Linked DNA regions of Mus musculus: region 1 is linked to region 2. The links are chromatin contacts, called in public promoter capture Hi-C maps. All regions are on one chromosome and are shown on one strand. Each heading gives the region's core, a stretch centred on a gene start, on an enhancer-like site or on the middle of the called end of the contact. The rest is flanking DNA. Distances are from core to core; before and after follow the strand shown.

What was found. Capture Hi-C pulls out chosen DNA fragments and counts their contacts.
Region 1: a contact with region 2 is called in a promoter capture Hi-C map of liver. The contact joins the promoter of Gclm here to the promoter of Abca4 in region 2. A contact is called at or near these places in 1 of 39 promoter capture datasets (liver) and 1 of 9 other capture datasets (liver).

Annotation. Positions count from the first base shown.
Region 1 is chr3:122,244,111-122,246,965 of GRCm38.p6, forward strand. Gclm (glutamate-cysteine ligase, modifier subunit) reads left to right here and starts at 1,447. Exons shown (of 7, transcript NM_008129.4): 1 at 1,447-2,001. The coding sequence starts at 1,876. Gm46822 (a long non-coding RNA gene) reads right to left here and starts at 262. Exons shown (of 6, transcript XR_001783970.1): 1 at 1-262.
Region 2 is chr3:122,043,080-122,045,779 of GRCm38.p6, forward strand. Abca4 (ATP-binding cassette, sub-family A (ABC1), member 4) reads left to right here and starts at 1,381. Exons shown (of 50, transcript NM_007378.1): 1 at 1,381-1,533. The coding sequence starts at 1,468.

The DNA.
Region 1 (2,855 bases), core at 197-2,696, 200 kb after region 2:
ATACAACAACAATTTTGAGGGCTAGGGATGCCCACTGTCAGAACGCATGTGTAAGCCTTCGACCCCAGCACCATAAATAGTAGTTCTCACTTACTGAACATTTATTATAAGCCAAGTACTGAACTAAGGACTCACCATACCTTCTCTTAGTAACTCATCACAACTACCTACCCAACGGCAGATCTGATGTCCTGTGGCCTCCAGGGGCCCTGAACGGTGCCCATAAACTCATGGAAGAAAACACACATACACACAAATAAACAATATTTTTGTATGTTTGTTTTGAGACAGAGTCTCTCTACCTAGCTCTGGCTGTCCTGGGACTCTCTATGTAGACCAGGCTGGCCATGAATTCACAGATTCACCTGCCTCTGCCTCCCAAGTGCTGGGATTAAAGGCGTGTGCCACCACCACCCGGCGACCACTAAGTTTTAACCAAATATTTACATGGACTTTTAAGAGAATATAATCAAAAGTCTAACAATGACCATAAAAAATTCATCAGAAGAATCAATTGTTTATATTTAAGTAAGGCCATGTGAGGGGCTGCTCCTGGGAAACCTCTTCTCCATGGATTCTTGCTCATTGGATGTGCACAAAGATGTACCCAACACCAGCCTCACTTTTTCTGGAACGATCTTCCAGCCTTTCCTATTTCTTAGTAGTTTACCAACTCAGATTCATGTTTCTTTTGAAAAGATTTTGCCGCCTTATAATGAAAATCTCACCTGGCTCTAACATACCTGACTGGTTTGTTAAAAAGTTTGTTTCCTGGGTAAAACTTTAATAAACGGTCAGTTTGCTATTATACCCAGCCATCTCCAGTGGGAATGGGGAAGAATCACGAACAACTTGTAAAAGTGTGAATCATAAAACGTTCTCTGTTACCATCTGTTCCTTATGCTTAACTGACCTGGAAACTAACTGCCCCGTGGTATTTTTATTGTTTAATGTTTCATGGGCTGAGGCCTTTCTCTCGAAGGATTAGGCTTCTGAAAGGGGAAAATTAAAGTTGTACTCTCTGGTTTCATACAGCACCAGCAAATAGGTAAATCAACACGCTGGAAGAAGAATGATCAGTTTGGGGGAAAGACTCTTGGGCAAAGCAAAGCAAAAGGAAAAAATAAAAATAAATTTAAAAAACAGAGCGGGGCGCGGGCAATGAGACACTCGCGCCATCGCATCAGCTCCTTAGACACAGAAGCAGGCACGCTCTCAAGGCCTGGGAGGATGGACCTCCGGCGGTCCTCTCGAAGAGGGCGTGTCCAGGGCCGCAGCGCGGGCGGCCATTGGCTGAGCGGCGCTCCCGGGCGCACCGTCAACTCTCACGAGGCGCTGGCGGCGTAGGCCGCGCGCCGCGCTCTGGCCGGCAGGGGGCGCACGTCCGCGCGCTGTTCTCCCCCGCGGCGCCGCCCGCTCCCGGCCGCCCGGCGCCACGCCCGCCGCAGGCCGAGGGCCAGTCACCCGCGGGCCTGCGCCCCGCCCCTGGCCCGCCGCGGGACGAGTAACGGTTACGAAGCACTTTCTCGGGTGAGGTTTCTGCTTAGTCATTGTCTTCCAGGAAACAGCTCCCTCGTTTCAGCGGCGGCGGCGGTGGCGGCCGCAGAAGCCGCAGCGACCGTCCGCGCCGGCGCCTCCCTCCCTTCCTTCCCTCCCTCCGGGACCGCCTCTCCGTCGCCGCCCGGCCTCCTCGGGCCCGAGCGCACACCGGGCTGTGGCCGCGCGGAGTCGGCAGCCTCGCGCTCTCCTCTGGGGCCTGGGGCACCGCCGCGCCCTGCGAGGCAGCCGTCTGCCCACTCGCCCGCCCGCCTGCCCGCCCGCTCGCCATCTCTCCGCGGCTCCGGCGCTACCCGGTCCCCTCCGGCGGCAGCTGCCATGGGCACCGACAGCCGCGCGGCCGGGGCGCTCCTGGCGCGGGCCAGCACCCTGCACCTGCAGACCGGGAACCTGCTCAACTGGGGCCGCCTGCGAAAAAAGTGCCCGTCCACGCACAGCGAGGAGGTGAGCACGGTGGGGGCCGAGGGTCTCCTCGAAGTGGGGACAAGCAGGGCTCTCCGGAGCTCGACCCGCTTCGGAGGTACCGAAGTGAGCTGGGTACTATCCCGGCTTGGCAGGTGCCACTGCGGGGCGAGGGGCGCCTCCGCCGGTCGGAGTTGATCGCACAACTCTTGAGGGCCACCGGGTCCCCTGTCTGGCTGGACAGAGCCACTGCAGCCCCGCGTCTTCATCTTCCGTCCCTCTCCCTTAGCCAAGGTAAAGGAAAGATAAAGGTTTAGTGTTTGGTAGATGGACTAACAATAGGTTTAACTTTGATATTGTTGACATTGCTTTCTCTATTGTACTGAATTTGGATTTGGGACAAATAACTTACTGGATGTTAACATTGTATTTGCTTCAAAACCATTAAAGAGGGGCAGGTGGTACACGCCTTTAATCCCGGCCCCTAGGGAGGCAATAGCAGTAGGATCTCTGAGTTCGAGGTCAGCCTGGTTTGTATATTGAACTCCAGGACAGCTAGGGCTACCCAGTGTCAGCCCCAACCCCCACGCCCCCAAAAAACCTAATGTGTAGTTGGAAGTGACAGATTAATCTAGAATTAAAATGTGTTATATTTGTGTTAATGGCCCATTCCTGAGCCAGTGGTTCTCCATGGACCGTGCAACTCATTGCAGAGGCGTATTGATAATATGGAACATGTATACTACTTAAAACAACAAAACAAGACAGATGTGCAATTATGTGTGGGGAGTAATAAGCTGGGTATGGTGGTGGGCTCTTCTAATACGCAGCCTCAGTGGGCTAAGGCAATAGAATGTAGAATTCGAGGCCAGCCTGGGCTACCATGTGATGAGGTC
Region 2 (2,700 bases), core at 131-2,630:
TCATGATTCTGTCCAGAGCTTGCTTCTGTTTGGGGCTGCCCTGCACTTGTGAGACACTTGGAGATCTCGTCATATTTGCTCATTTCATCTATGTTGAGTCTATCATCATCACGAGTTTCTGAGCCTGGTCTCTGTCTCCTTTAACAGCCTCTTCCTCCAGGGTCTCCCGCCCATTGGAGCCGCCCTTCTTCCTTGTGGTTTTCCTGAGCAGGATAAGCTATTTCTATTTCTGCCTCTCTGTCTCTCTCGGGGAATTTTAGTGAGCTGCTTAGTTCAGTAACTCAGGGCTATCGAGAGTAACAACTAGTGGAGTCCTTAATCTCACGAGGTTTCAGATTGCTTCCCTGTAAAACTAAGCAGACAGTTACCTCAGAATGACAGAAACAAGATACTCAAAGGCAGTTTACAGTTATACCACGTCCTAAGTGAACTATGGGTAAAATGCTATTTTACAATGACCAAAGCCTATATTAAATGCCACTACCTCCAAGGAACATTTTAAACACTCAAAGCAGAAATTTACTCGCTCTGTAATTGGACGCTTCACCAAGCACGCCTGTCAGCCCTCATGACTGCCCCGTATATTCTTAGGTTAGCCAACATCCCGACCCATGTTTACAAACAGACCCAGTTAGTATCCATTCCTGGCTCTCGTTCCACCCTATGGAGGTCTTGATGTCTAGGGTTTTTCAAAGAGAAAAACGTTCCTGAGATTTGAGGAGGCTGGGGCAAAACTTTCATGGGGAAGGACCGGGGAGACATGTTTGGAGGTCTTTAGAATCACAGCTGCATTGCCCAGTGGTCGATCTGTCTAGCAACATCTCCACTCCCATCCCTGCTGAGCTAGATCGCTCACAAGTAACGTGCTGAAGCCTGTGGCAGACTTTGCTACTATCCTGCTGAGTTTGGATTATACCAAGCAGCCAGGACCGGTTGATTAGACTTGAAGTTATTATCGGGCAAAACAAAGGGCTGAAAGAGAACGGGTTACTTTAGCTCTCCCTCATTAAGGAGAAGCAATCAAATCAGGATCCTGCCCGGTGTCAGAGCACTGGAAGGCAAACATCCAGCCTCTAGGTATGCAAAGGGAATTGTCCCAAACTTAAAATGCAGAGATATCCAGAGCATCTTCTTCAGAAGCCGCAGGAGCCCCTCTGATGTCCGGTGGAGGAGGGCACCTGAAGCCGCTCCGTTTCCCGTTGAAAGACTCATTTCAGGGCCCTCCGTGCCCGCACTTGTGTATTTAGGGCCTTTCTCCGTCTATAAAGAAACCGAAGCCTGTCTCCTTTCCCTCACAAAAGGGCTTACAGGTAATTAGAGGGGGATTATGCTTGAAGGGGAAACGCGGCCTTTAATCACCAGAAGGACACAGCGGGCTGAGCTGGACGTGGTCCTAGCGGCCTTTGTGTCCGGTGCTTGCCTGAGCCCCAGCTCGGGGTGATTCTCCCGGTGCTGGGGTGGTCCGGCATGGGCTTCCTCAGACAGATACAGCTTTTGCTTTGGAAGAACTGGACTCTGAGGAAAAGGCAGAAGGTAAAAAAGGGAGCGGGGTGGAGGAGGGTTGGGAGGAGGGAGCGGGGAGGAGAGGCGAAGAAGAGAGCTAGTTTGTCCTTTAGTTCGGAGGCCACCTTTAGCTGCTCAGTGACCAGGTGCCCTCCCACAGGATGACACCCTTCTCTTGTCCTTGGCTACATGAAAACTATTCTGTCCCCTGCCCAGCACAGGAATCCACTACCGCTCCCCACCCCTCCAGCTTCGACACCTGCTGGCCCAGCTCCCACCACAGGTTGGAAGCTTCAAGGTCCCTGAAAAACAAACAAACAAACAAACAAACAAACACAAATTTCCTTGACGCTAGAGCGTGGGGTGCTTTTACACGTTCATGTTCCTGGAACTGGGATGTAAATTCCCAGAGAAGTCACAGTTGCGCTGCCCACAATTCTGTTCTGTGGAAAAATAACTTTGCATCTTCCAATTGTGTTATTAACCACAGATTTACCCAAACCTCTTCTGCGATCAGTCATGGCTGGACTGGACTAAGGGTTTAAATGTGTAACGTGCACACTCCCCACCCCACCCCCACCCCCACCCCCAAGCTGGTTTTTCAGCTGGGAAATCCTGAAGTATGTTTTGAGAATCCAGACTAATATAAAGTAATGTAGGCCAAATATCCCAGGAGAAATGCTGATGTGTGCTGTGGGAGATCAGAGCCCCTCCAGAGTTGCTACAAATGGTTCCTCCATTGTTTTTTTTTTCTGTGGAAGGATAAGGAGCAAATTCATATCCATAACGAAATGGGGCTGAGAGTGTGCCTCGGCTGGGAGAGTGCTTGCATCCCCGGTACCACACAAACTGGGCACAGTACCCAGCAAGAGGGTCAGAAATTCAAGGTCATCCTTGGTTATCTAGTGAGTGAGTTCAAAGCCAGTCTGGGATTCATGTGATCCTGTTGAGTGAGAGAGAGAAAGAGAGAGAGGGGGGGGAAGGAGGAGGAGGAGGAAGAGGAGGAGGAGTAGGAGAAGGAGGAGGAGGAGGAGGAGGAGGAGGAGGAGGAGGAGGAGGAGGAGGAGGAAGGGAAGTTAGGAAGGAATGGCTGTCCCAGAGCCCTACAGAGTCCTAAAAACATGAAACAGCTTAAGGAAGATGATGGGAGGGGGGAGGGTTGCTGTGCGAAGCAGAGAGGGCTGAGATTAAATTACG